Regions from separate parts of the Mus musculus genome. Here regions 1 and 3 are each linked to region 2. A link is a contact called in public HiChIP or PLAC-seq and promoter capture Hi-C data. All regions are on one chromosome and are shown on one strand. Each heading gives the region's core, a stretch centred on a gene start, on an enhancer-like site or on the middle of the called end of the contact. The rest is flanking DNA. Distances are from core to core; before and after follow the strand shown.

Evidence for each region. Promoter capture Hi-C pulls out the DNA fragments that hold promoters and counts their contacts. HiChIP or PLAC-seq counts read pairs in DNA pulled down with a chosen protein or histone mark.
Region 1: a promoter capture Hi-C map of liver shows a contact between it and region 2, with 3 times the contacts expected there. The contact joins the promoter of Slc44a2 here to the promoter of Rgl3 in region 2. A contact is called at or near these places in 2 of 39 promoter capture datasets (liver and pre-B cells).
Region 3: an H3K4me3 HiChIP or PLAC-seq map of bone marrow-derived macrophages shows a contact between it and region 2, with 4 times the contacts expected there. The contact joins the promoter of Tyk2 here to the promoter of Rgl3 in region 2.

What each region holds. Positions count from the first base shown.
Region 1 is chr9:21,318,907-21,323,089 of GRCm38.p6, reverse strand. It overlaps Slc44a2 (solute carrier family 44, member 2), which reads right to left and starts at 2,371. Exons shown (of 23, transcript NM_001359227.1): 1 at 2,239-2,371. The coding sequence starts at 2,269. Gm39302 (predicted gene, 39302) reads left to right here and starts at 1,976. Exons shown (of 2, transcript NR_166671.1): 1 at 1,976-2,500.
Region 2 is chr9:21,986,732-21,990,892 of GRCm38.p6, reverse strand. It overlaps Rgl3 (ral guanine nucleotide dissociation stimulator-like 3), which reads left to right and starts at 1,440. Exons shown (of 19, transcript NM_023622.4): 1 at 1,440-1,528; 2 at 1,934-2,044; 3 at 2,618-2,847; 4 at 2,989-3,042; 5 at 3,180-3,394. The coding sequence starts at 1,496. Ccdc151 (coiled-coil domain containing 151) reads left to right here. Exons shown (of 13, transcript NM_029939.3): 11 at 1-91; 12 at 412-496; 13 at 649-1,022. The coding sequence ends at 767. It overlaps Gm36414 (a long non-coding RNA gene), which reads right to left and starts at 1,397. Exons shown (of 2, transcript XR_379185.4): 1 at 1,254-1,397; 2 at 185-307.
Region 3 is chr9:21,129,393-21,134,110 of GRCm38.p6, reverse strand. It overlaps Tyk2 (tyrosine kinase 2), which reads left to right and starts at 2,836. Exons shown (of 25, transcript NM_018793.2): 1 at 2,836-2,939.

The sequences.
Region 1 (4,183 bases), core at 1,122-3,621, 670 kb after region 2:
AGGCTGTCTGAGCTACATCTACCTCAAGAATGTGTATGCTCGAGGCCTATGAGGCCTACGTTTAAACCTCAGTATCCATAAGGAAGAAAGGGAGGAAGGGAAGAAATGAGGGAGGGAGAAAGTAAGGATGGAAGGAAAAAAGGAAAAGAGAGAGAAAAAAAGAGAGAACAGAAAATTTCCATTTGCAGTCAAGCAGGGTGGTCCGCCTGGAGGAGGTGGTGTGGCTCTGGAAGCCAGGTAGATCCTCCTTCACAGGCTCCTGAGTCTCATAGAGAAAAATATTATGCTTTCCTTCTGCCTGGAACACACGTGTCTCAATCATCTCACCCGGCCGGCACACGCCAACCTTCATTTCTTAAAACCTTCATTTCTTAAAATAGACCCTAGTGGCTCTTTCACACATAGCATCTTGTCCGTTGCTCTACAACCTTAACAACCTACAATTACATGTTCTCACTGGTCCTTCTGGCGGTCTACGCCTTTCTCTCCTCGGTGGACTGCTGCGTTCCCAGTCAGACCTTTGCCTGAGAAAGGTTCGTTAAATTCCTGGGGGCCTGGGGCTGGGGGGTTGGGGGCTTAGCAGCAGAGTGGGATCTAGGCCAATCACTTGCTGAACACGACTGAGGCTTCCAGGCTTCCAGGCCCTACTACCCACTGAGCATGCGTGTTGCCTTGAGTTTCAGTCTCAGCGCTTGTAGAAGCCCTGGGTTCCAGCCCCACCCACACATAAACACCAGTGCTTTCTGAGCATGAGCGACCCCATCTAGATTCCAGTTCTTGCTAAACATGAGCCAGGGTTCTAGCTTCAAACCCACGGCTTACTGACCATGCGCCATGCATGAGTCTCCGATTTCCATCGCAACACAATGTACAGCCCCCCTCTGCCTCTCCCCGCAAAAAAAGTTCCACCCTTTGGACAAATTGAAGCCAGGTAAAATAATATCCACGCTCATTCTGCCCCACTTTTATTTCAAACAGACCTCGAGAAGACCAAAGATTCTCTCAGGTGTGATACCCAAGCATACTCAGGCTCCCAGACCAAGAATCCCACACCAGAGACAGCCAGAAGCACTCAATAGTTGCACAGCAACCCAAGAGCCTGGGGCTTCAGACCTTCTAGTGGTCTGGGGGCTGGCAACTTCAAGCTGGGAGAGCCCTGAAAGGCTAGGTCTTGCTACCTTCCTTTAGGCCAGGAAGGGTGTGTCACAGCCTCTGGGACCTGTCTATTCTTTTTTTTTCCTCCCCCTGGACCGCACAGACCCAGGAAAGAGGAGGAAGGCAGAGAGCCTACTTGCTTTTCTAGTTATTTTTGAACCATTTCCGGCCCCCTCCCCAAGACTCTAGAGTCTAGCAGTTTCCAGGAAGTTCCAGTCACACAAAGTGGTATATCAGGGGGAGGGATAGAGCCCCTCTGCCAGAGTCTCAGCTATGCCTCTTAAGGCTTGTGGCCGATTTAGGCCCAAGGAACCTAAAATAGATAAGAGGAAGGAGGCTCAGAGTTCAACACCCAGTCCGTGGGAACCCGGAGTCGGGTAGGGTGAGAAATCCGCATCTTGGCCCCACCCCCAGCTCCAAGTGGCTAAGGCCACCTCAGGCCTTACTGAGGTCCGGGTCTCCTGGAACCCTTAAAATTACAGGCACCTGCAACAATCAGCACAGGCAGGGAAAGTTTCTGCATTGCTCCCCGCCTGCCCGCCTCGTCTCTGACCTTCCCTGTCGCATTAGGCACCTAATTCCAGTTATACGGGACTCTTCAGCCTTGCCTCAGTTTCCCCATCTAGTACTAAGCTTGGAGTCGCTATTCTGGATGTAAATGGCGAAGATGTGGAGGACACTTGGGTCTTAAGGAGACGGGACATGTGGCGAGGTCGGGCCCCATTCTTGCCCACACCCCAAGCTAAGATCGCCTCGCATCCCCTCCCCCGCCCATCACCTAATTCTCCCAGATAACGGGACCTCCAGGCGAGGAGCATGCGCCATAAGTCCCGGCTCATCGCTCAGGAAGGGAGTAAGCTTGAAGATCCCCGAAAAGAGACACGGGGGACAACCTGGGCTAGGGCCAAGAGCTCCGGCTGAGCCAGCGCGGGATGCAGAGGCCTGAGGACGCGGACAGAAGGGCCTTCGTACTGCCTGCAGCCACGAGTGTTTTGTTTTAAGGCTCTCAGATGTTGCCCTTCCTCAAAACCCCCTCCTTCCCAAGTCAGCACAGGCGACCTACAGGCCGGAGGCTACTCCTACCATAGACTGCGTCCTTCCGATCGTCCTCCATGGCCTCAACCGAGGAGAGCTGAGTCCGAAGCCAGCGCGACCCCAACCCAAGCGGGCGGGAGACACCGCGCGCTGCTGGCCCCGCCCTGCCCCGCCTGACACCGCCCCCAGCGCGCACGCCCAAGACAGCCCCGCCCCTTAGGGGCGTGCCCAGGGAGGGGCGTTGGGGGGCAGCCACCTTCTGGTTTCCAGTCCGCTCTCTCTGTGGACAATTAGTGTGTTGCATCTGCTGGTCAGTCATTCTTTTTGTTGTTGTTGTTTTGGGTTTTGTGGGTTTGTTTTTGTTTTGTTTTTAGACAGGGTTTCTCTGTGCAGCCCTGGATGTACCGGAACTCTGTAACACGGCTGGCCTGGAACTCAAGAGATCTGTCTGCCTCAAATACTGGGATTAAAGGTGTGCTCAACCACCGCTCAGCAAGTCATTCTTTGTCCAGGTACTGAGCGCTGACTGAGCTAGGGATGCAGAAAAAGTTGTCATGTGCTCATTCATCCTATTGGTAAGATTTTGAGAGTTTGAACACAAGTCAGAAAGGAATAAAAGAGAAGGAGTGGCATGTCCCTGGGCCTCTGGGTAGGAGGTTTACGACTTTAATCTTCCAATCCCAGCACTGGGGAGGCAGAAGCTGCAGGATCTCCTTTATTATTATTATTATTATTATTATTATTATTATTATTATTTTGAGACTGAGCCTCCCTGGGGTCCTAGCTATCCTGAAAGTTGCTATGTAGACCAGACTAAGAGAGATACCCATGCCTCTATCTCTGAGTGTGGGGTTTAAAGGTGTATGCCACCATGTCCAACCTTAAAAGGTAGTTTTGAAAAACACCTATCATTCCAGCACTTGGGAGATGAAGAAGGAGGCACAGTAGTTCCAGGCTAGCCTTAGCTACACAGGAGTTTGAGGACAGCCTGGGGTACGTGAGACCCAGTCTCAATAAACAAAAATTTTCTTTGATCAGTGGAAGGTTTGAAATGTTGACAGACATGATCTAAAATAAGTTCTAGAATAACAATGATTAGGGCTGGAGCGATGTCTCAGAGGTTAAGAGCACTGCCTGCTCTCTTCCAGATCCTGTCTTTCAGAGGACCTGAGTTCAATTCCCAGCAGCCACATGGTGGTTCACAACAATATATAATGAGATCTGGTGCCCTCTTCTGGCATGCAGGCATATATGCAAGCAGAACACTATTATATACAATAAAGAAATAAATCTTGAGAAAATAAAGAATGGTTAACCTAAGCCAGGCGTGGTGGGGCACGCCTTTGATCCCAGCACTTGGGAGGCAAAGGCAGGCAGATTTCTGAGTTCGAGGCCAGCCTGGTCTACAAAATGAGTTCCAAGACAGCCAGGGCTATACAGAGAAACCCTGTCTCGATAAAAACAGAAAGAAAAAAAAAGAAAAGAAAAGAAAAGAAAAAAAGCAACCTTAGAAGTTGCTGGGCAATGGTGGCACACACCTTTAATTCCAGCACTCTGGAGGCAGAAGCAAGCAGGCAGATTTCTGAGTTTGAGTCCAGCCTGGTCTATAAAGTGAGTTCCAGGACTGCCAGGGCTATACAGAGAAACCCTGTCTCAAAAAAAACAAAAACAAAAACAAAAACAAAAACAAAAACAAAACCGGAAAAGAGCCGGATGGTGGTGGCACACTCAGGAGGTAAAGACAAGTGGATCCCTGAGTTGGAGCCCACCCTGGTCTCCAGAGTGAGGCCTAGGACATCCAGGACTACACAGAGAAACCCTGTCTTGAAACTCCCCTCCCGCCCCCCAAAATTAAAAGAGACAGTTAAAATGGAAAATGCTTAAAATAGAGGAAGGGAAGCGGGTGTGGCTTTGTGGTAGAGCATTTGGCCTAGCATGTGTAAGGCTAGGTCTATCCCCAGCTAAGAAAAAGAAAGAAGGAGAGAAAAGGAAG
Region 2 (4,161 bases), core at 191-2,690:
GGTAGTTGTCCAGGAAAAGCTGCTGAAACTGCAGGACCAACTGGAGAGCCAGGACGTGCCTGAGTTGCTGCGACACATAGCAGACCGAGAGGTTCACACACATCCTCCGCGGCCAGTGGGGACCAAGGCAGGGGGTGGGGGTGGGGGTGGGGGAGGGAGGGTCGAAAATCAGAGAGCAGACTGACATAGGAAACAGGTGCTGAATGGGCGTGAGCTTCATAACCAGAGTAGCGAAGCCTGGACTGGGTGGATCTCAGGTGGCAGGGCCTCCGAAACCAGGCAGCGAAGGGTGGGCAGTGATCTCCACCTAGAATCCGGTAGAAACTCAATGTAAGGTGCACGGAGGTGGAACAGAGCCTCACTGCCATCCCACATCTCTCTCCGGCCTCCCCCTACCCCCCCCCCCCGCAGTTCCTGGCCACGCTAGAAGGAAAGCTGCCCCTATACAACACCCGCATCCTTCTGCCCGTCGCCAGTGTCAAGGACAAGTTCTTTGGTCAGTGTGGGCCAAAGGGGGATGAATGGGAGGGGCGCGAGGTGGCCTTAAGTCAAGGCCAAGGAGGAGGTGCATGGTGTGGCGAAGGCTGGGAAGGGAAAAAGAAACGGTCCCTCACCCTCCCCATCACCCACCCCTGCCTCTCTCTGTAGATGAAGAGGAGAGTGAGGATGATGACCGTGATGTGGTGACCCGCGCTGCCTTCAAGCTCCGTTCCCAGAAGTTAATCGAAGCCCGCAGCAAGAAGCGCAATAGGTTGCGCAGATCTTAGACTCGCAGTCAAGTCCTATCGGATGCCTCCGGGACTCTAGGGAGCCCTCCGACCCTCTGGGTCCACCTACGGGTGGTGTGTGTCTGGGAGCCCCGGAGGCTCCTTCAAGGGCTTGGAGGAAGCTCAAGCAGGGAGCACCGCAGGCCAGCAGCGCCCGGAGGAGAGAAAAGGCCGAGCCAGAAGTTCCCACAGTAAATCTCTCGAGGCGGGTTGGTGCCCGCCTCGGAATCGCGCAATAAAGGTCACTGAACAACCCCCTGGGTATTCACCTCTTTTTGACCCTGCACCGCCCCCAAAAGGCTGCCCCCACAAAATGCAGGGCCACAGACACTTCGCGGCTTCTAGCCTGAGATGGCATGGCTTCCATCACCTATGGTACAGATTCAGTGTGCCCTCCTTCTCCTCCAGACATAGGAGACACCCTCGACACCTGGGATTGATCAACCCCAACCTAGTATAAAGCACTTCCCTCCCAGGGACACAGACCTGTTGTCGTGTCCCCTGCACCCATATGTCTGAGTGACAGATTGACCCGCACTTCTGGGAAGGAACGGGACTTCTAGGCTAGCCTGGGTGCGGGGATGGGGTCCGGCTGGGGACCTCTGGAATTGTGGGACCGCCTTGCCCAGCCCCGCCCCACGACTGGACGCTCGGCTGCCCCGCCCCACTGCCCGCTGGCCCTTCCGCTTCACTCAGCGGCGCCAGGGAGCAGGACGGGCACCGGGGCCATGGAGAGGACAGCGGGCAAAGAGCTGGCCCTGGTAAGAGGAAGCTGGGGATCCTCGGACCCCACGTCCCTAGTGTACCCCCAGATTCAGAAACTCCAGGCGACCGCCCCTCGTTTTCTAATCTTTCTGCAAAATGGATGTGCCTTGGAGTCCCCATTTGGGGATTCAGAGTTCCTGACCCCGTGAAGCGGCTAGTTTGGGGGATGGGGACGGGGGTCTGAGGAATCTCAGGAGGAGGTGACAGATTCTTTGTGACATTGGACTCTGGGATATCCCCAAATGATACTCCATCCACTCAAGACCTGGGAGAAGGGTATCCGTGGCGAAGACCTGGGATCCCACCCCGAGTCTTGAATACTCTGTTCGGGAAAGTGGGCCAAACATAAAGGCAGGGGGCTGAAGCCGGAGGGACTTCCCTGAGCCCGCCTCCACATCCAGGCGCCGCTGCAGGACTGGGGCGAGGAGACCGAGGATGGCGCCGTGTACAGCGTCTCCCTGCGGCGGCAGCGCAGCCAGCGCTCGACCCCAGAGAGGTCTGGAGAAGGCCAGGTGAGGAAGGGACTGAGGCGAGCAAGTGAGGGCGGACTCAGCTCAGGGGCCTGGGAGTTGGGAGGAGAGGGGGAAGCTGGAGAGCTGAGGGTGAGCCTCCCTAGAACTACGGGGCCAGGAGGAAGGGCGGAGCTAAGAGGCGACCAGGTGTGTGGAAAGGGCCTGGGGGCGGCCAGGTGACTTGGTTTGAATCCAGGAAACGGGGTGGGGCCAGGTGATAGCGCTCCCCCCAAAGGCGAAACTGACCGGCAGGGTGCAGGAAAGCAGAACGGAGGAGCGGCCAGGTGGTGATGGGTGGGACTCAGGCTTGGCCAGTGAAGCTTGGCTGCAAAACTGCCTGAAGCCTGGGGTGGCGGGGTGAGGAGGGCACAGAGGGAAGTGCTAGAGTAGTGGGGTGTCCTGCGGGGTTGATGTGAGCATTGCATGATTGGTGTATATTTAGGGAGTCTCGGAGTTTCAGAAAAGGACACAGTCACACCCCCCCAAAAAAAGTGCCAGAGATGGGTATAATTGGAAACAAGGTGCTTGGAACGCTCCTCACCTTATTTCATTCACTGCCCCACTCCCCCGCAGACCCCCATCCCGGCTACCGACACCTTCCTTCATTACCGAACCAGCAAGGTGCGGGCGCTGAGGGCCGCCCGACTGGAGCGGCTGGTGCATGAGTTGGTGTCCGGAGACCGCGAGCAGGATCCTGGCTTCGTGCCTGCCTTCCTGGCCACCCACCGGGCCTTTGTACCCACAGCCCGCGTTTTGGGTTTTCTGCTACCCCCGCCACCGCCGCCGCCACCACCTCCTGCTGGGTCAGTCATTTTCAGGAGACCCGCATGTCCCCATCCCCAGAACCCCATCTACCTGCGCACACACACATACACCTCAAATTTAGAACCGAGGTCCTAACGCCCTATAGCTCTGTTCCCATCTGATAGAGGCTTTCTTCCCAGGGTAGACAGCAAGAGGACAGAGGGACAAGATCTGAACTTCAGCAAGAACCTGAGGTCGGTTTCCATTCCCGTCCACACCCTCGACCCAAGGGAGCGTGGGGGAGGGATCTCAAGGTCGGGTCTGACGACTGCAAGGTTGGGAACGTTTAGATCCTTGGACTCAATTTTGAGCCACACACCCCTCTGTTCAGGGCTGTAGTTTCGGTGCTGGGTTCTTGGCTGCGAAATCATCCTCAGGACTTCCGGGATCCCCCTGATCATCAGAACCTAGGCAATGTCCGAATCTTTTTGGGCTGGGCAGCCCCAGGAGGGGCAGAAGCCAGGGAAGCAGAGAAACTTCTAGAAGATTTCTTGAAGGAGGCTAAGGGAGAGCAGACAGAGGAGGAAAAGCGACTGGCTTGGTCAGGTAAGGGACAGTCAATTCAGGTGACATTCTGAGAGAATACCACCTGCCCAGCTCCAAATGACAGACCCCGAATACATTTTATTTATTTATTTTGGTGCTTGGGAATAAACTCAGACTTTTGTGCAAACGTTATACCCCTGAGCCACACCCCCCAGCTCTTGGACAAAACTCTCTTCCCTCCCTCCCTCCCTCCCTCCCTCCCTCCCTCCCTCCCTCCCTCCCTCTCTCCCTCCCTTCCTCCCTTCCTCCCTCCCTCCCTCCTTCCTTCTCCTTCCTTCCTTCCTTCCTTCCTTCCTTCCTTCCTTCCTTCCTTCCTTCCTTCCTTCCTTCCTGTGGTCTATGCATGTGTTCATGTGTGTGGGTGTACATGCACATGTGTGCACATGAATGTGGAAGGCAGAGACAATACTAGGTGTCTTCCTCTATTGCTGTCTCTTAGGATTGGAGACAAGGTTTCTTCTTGAACCCGGAACTCACCCATTTGGCTAGACTGCCTGGCTATTGAGCCCCAAGGGCCTCTTGCCCAGGGTTTGGCTTGCAGTCAACTGTTCCTGGGTGCTGAGGATCTGAACTCAGGTCCTCACACTTTCATGGGCAAACATGTAACCACTGAGCTATTTCTCTAGCCGCGTGGGCAAGGCCTTTAATTTTAAACTAAATAACCTTGTTTTCTCCACCTGATCACACATTTAGCAGTTGCCTAGTGTCCTCCTGCATGCAGAGATCCTCTGTCCTCTGATTTGGGATGTCACTTAGTGGCTGAGTGC
Region 3 (4,718 bases), core at 1,587-4,086, 860 kb after region 2:
AGTTAAGAACACTGGCTGTGGGCTGGCAAGATGGTGGCTCAGTGGTTAAGAGCGCCGACCGCTCTTCCGAAGGTCCTGAGTTCAAATCCCAGCAACCACATGGTGGCTTACAACCATCCCTAACGAAATCTGATGCCCTCTTCTGGACTGTCTGAAGACAGCTACAGTGTACTTACATACAATAAATAAATAAATCTAAAAAAAAAAAAAAAAAAAAACAAAAACACTGGCTGCTCTTGCAGAGGACCTGGATTTGGTTTTTATTATAAAACCATCAGTAACTCCAATGCCCTCTTCTGGCCTTCATGGGCACCAGGCATGCATATAGTGTGTAGAAACACTAATAGGCTAAATACCCGTACATATAAATCTAAAAAAAAAGAAATTAAAAGTTAAAAGCAAGGAGGAAGAGGAAAGAAGAGTGGAGTGAGAGCAGGGCTGGCAAGTGCAGAACCTCACGATTCAGTCTCTAGCATCCCAGGAAGGGAGAAAGATATGTCCTCTCAGTTGGTAAGGACACCATGGCAGAAGGACAACAGATCTAAGCTTGACTGTCTTAGTTTCAAGTCTGGCTTCTCATTTCTGGTGGTTTGAATGATAAGGTCACCCATAGCCTTGGGCATTTGAATTCTTGGTCCCCAGTTAGTGTAGCTGCTTGGGAAGGCTTGGGAGGTGTAGCCTTGCTGGAGAGCGCGCATCACTGGGAGCGGGCTTTAAGAGTTGAGCTTCAGATATTCCTCGCTTACCGTTTCCTGCCTGTGGTTACAGATGTTACTTCACAGCTCTACCAGCCGCATGCCTGGGGCTTTCCTCTGTGCTTTAAGCCATCATGGTGGTGAATTCCTCCCCTCTGAAACCCTAAGCCCCAAATAAACTTGCCTTCTGTGAACTGCCTTGGTCATGGTGTTTTATCACAGCAATAGAAAAGTTTCTAGAGCAGCCAGTGGTGGCGCACGCCTTTAATCTCAGCACTCAGGAGGCAGTGGCAGGTGAGTCTGACTTCAAGGACAGCCAGGGTCACACAGAGAAACCCTTTCTCAAAAGACAGACAGAGAGGCAGGAATCATGATTAAGAATAATAGAGCTTGCAAGCTGGCTCAGTGCGTAAGAGCACTGATTGCTCTTCCAAAGGTCCTGAGTTCAAATCCCAGCAACCACCCATAATGAGATGACACCCTCTTCTGGTGTGTCTGAAGACAGCTACAGTGTACTCACATACACTAAATAAATAAATAAATAAATAAATAAATCTTAAAGGGGAAAAAAACAAAACAAAGTCACCATTTTGTTTCCTTTACCAGGGAGTTTCCTGGTATCGAGCACCCCAGCACTTTGTTGAGGAGAAGGGGTTATGCTCTCTGCTCTGTAACTACTTTCTGGTGAAATTAGGACTCCCTGTCACAGCCCAGGGAGGCTGGTCTGTTAGCCAGAGTAGGGGAGGAAATTAGGGCAGTGAGGCATTCACCACAAGCGTATGATTTGCCGACCCAGCTGAAGGGACAGTCTCATTTGCTGGGCGCCTGGGCTCACGTTAGTTTTTAGCAGGTCCAGGGCTTTCTGGTTTGTAGGGCTGCTTGGGTCTGGTGCGGTGTAGATCATCTCTGGAGCAGTTTGCAATCTGCTTCTGATTCATGGATGGTGTGCACCGGCCGAGTGGAACCGTACTAATATAGATCTGGACTAGGGACAAAAGTCAATGAAGTTAAAGGAAACATATTTGGAGAGCCTCGGAAATGGGCAACAGGCAGGGAGGCATAGGCTGCTGATTGACAGGAGTTCAAATCCAGGCAACCACAAGGTGGCACACATCCTTAACAAGACCTGATGCTCTCTTCCCGTGTGTCTGAAGACATCTACAGTCTTCCTACATATAACAATGAATATTTTTTTTTTTTTTTTTTTTTTTGGTTTCTCGAGACAGGATTTCTCTGTGTAGTCCTTGCTGTCCTAGAACACACTCTGTAGACCAGGCTGGCTTCAAACTCAGAGATCCGCCTGCCTCTGCCTCCCGAGTGCTGGGATTACAGGCATGTGCAACCACTGCCCGTCTTGAATAAATCTTTAAACAAAAACAAAAACTGGGTCTCATACAGCCTATGTCGTTCTCAAATCTCGCCCCAACTCAAAGTAGAGAGGATGGCATTGAACTTTTTTTTTAAAAAAATTATTTATTTTATGTATTTGAGTACACTGTCGCGTCTTCAGACACATCATTAGAGGGCATCGGATCCCATTACAGATGGTTGTGAGCCACCATGTGGTTGCTGGGAATTGAACTCAGGACCTCTGGAAGAGCAGTCAGTGTTCTTAACCTCTGAGCCATCTCTTCTGAGCTTTCTTTTCCACTCAAGTGCTGAGACTACAGGCATGTGTCTTCACACTTAATTGCAAGCACTGAGCTACAGCCTATTCACCAAAGACTGTTCAAGGAAAGCTTGGGGGGTGGGGCTTGGGATACGGTATTTTAAAAGGGGTGGTGATGGGAGAGGTTGGATGTGTAGGGATAGCACTGGGAGCCTCAAGCCTGGGTGACTCTGCAGCCGCGATACCCTGGTGTAGGCCGACGGGCAGAAGCCTAGGCAATGAGGGTTCCAGGTCCTTCGCCTACAGACCTCACTTTTCCGCCCGGCCCTGCAGCCCTCCTCTGCGTTTCCGCCCTCACCTTCGACGTCCAATCGTAGAGGCCTCCTCAGTTCCGCTTGCCACGCCAACAAATCACGACTAAAATAATCCCTCACCATCAACATTCGGAACGCCGCTGTTCTCGTACAATGACCAATAGGGATGTAGGACCGTAAACTGGGTGGGACGGACCGCAGCCAAAGGCATGCGCACTTCAGGTAGCCAATGGCAAGTGGCGCGTAGGCGGTGGACTTCCAGCGGCTCCCCGAGGCAGTGGGGCGGGGTCCAGGGTCCCAAGCCTGAGTACTCCGGAAACGGTGAGTGCAGAGGGTCCGCTGTGGGAAGCTGGCAGCGAGGAGGCTTGGGACTTGCCTGCATTAACACTGCCCCAGAGTGAGACTGGTGGGTTACCTGGAGAGTGCACAGTGCAGTTATTGCCTGGGCCAGATAGGTAGGCAAGTTTTCGGACAGTCGGTGCGGAGAGATGCAGTTTCTGCAAGTACAAACTACCTGGATTTCGTCTTCAAAGCTAAACCTGAATTTTTGAGACGATCCAGGAAGGAGGAAGGGAGTTCTCTTAAAAGCCCATGTCCCCAGGATGGCGCCCTGAACAGGAATAGATACGGTCCACAACTATTAACCGCTTACTGTGTGCCAGACGCTTTCTCTCTTGCCTTTGAGATAGACACTGGCCCCAGCCTCCTTTACAGGCAGATCTGACTGTATGTAGGTGCGCCTACAGTCACATAAATTACTAAGGCTGGTGGGCTCAAGGTTGGGCTTGCTGACCTATCTGCCTCCGAGTCCAACACTGAGGAGGCAGAGGCAGAGGGATTGCTGTGAGCTCTATTGTAAAATGCTGCCTCAAAATTAAAATTGTGTGTGTGTGATGTTGAGTATAGTGCATTATTCCTGCATTTAGAATACTGAGGCAAAAGGACCACCATGCTTTGGAGACCAGTGTGAGCTACAGTGTGAGTTCCAGGATAGCCTGGGCTACACTGTTGGACCAACATCAAAATCATAACATAAAGGATGAATGGATGTTCCCTCAGTTGGAAAAGTGCCTGCTAACATAAGGACCCAAGTTTGAATCCCAACACTCACAGAAACCGGAGTGTGGCAGCAGGCATGTCACTCCAGCACTAGGGGATGGAGACAGGAAGCTCTTAGGGGCTCCCAAGACAGCCCAGCCAGAACAGTGACCTTGGTTTAGTAATACCATGCCTCAAAAAATAAGGTAAAGGAGTAGGAGAAACGACTCAGGGTTACAGTCACTGTTAACACAGAGGACCTAGATTTAGTTCCCAGCACCCACATGGCAGCTCTCAACCATATATAACTCCAGTTCCAGGGGATCTTACCCCATCTTCTGGCCTCCATCGGTACCAGGAACATATGAGGTACAGACAAACATGTAGGCACAATGTTCACACTTATTATAAGTGTGGAAGCCAGGCAGTCATGGTGTATTCCTTTAGTCCCAGCACTTGGGAGGCAGAGGCAGGCAGATCTCTGAGGTTGAGGCCAGCCTGGTCTACAGAGTAAGTTCCAGGATATCCAGGGCTACACAGAGAAACCATGTTTGAAAAAGCATTTAAAAAGTAGAAAGTAATAGAGGAAGGACCTAATGTCCACTTCTGGCCGAAGCTGACTTTCACACTCAGGTGCACACACATGTATACACTGTGCATGCACACACATACATATGCATGTACATATTTCCCTATACACATTCATGCACTATACACACATCCATGCATCATACACACACATGTGAGATGCACACATATGCCTATACACATGCACTTGTATATATTATCTAAACACACATAATTTATGTACGTACATACATGTCATGTACACATATGCCTGCACACACATGGGTACAACAGGAATATATACACCTATAACATGCACACATGTGCACACTATGTACATGCACACACATCACCATGTTCATACGTTTTTGGTTTGTTTTTTTTTTTTTTCTGGGTTTTCTTTTTTTGTTTTGGTTTTGTTTTTTTTTTTGGTTTTTGGTTTTTCCAGACAGGGTTTCTCTGTGTAGCCCTGGCTGTCCTGGAACTCACTTTGTA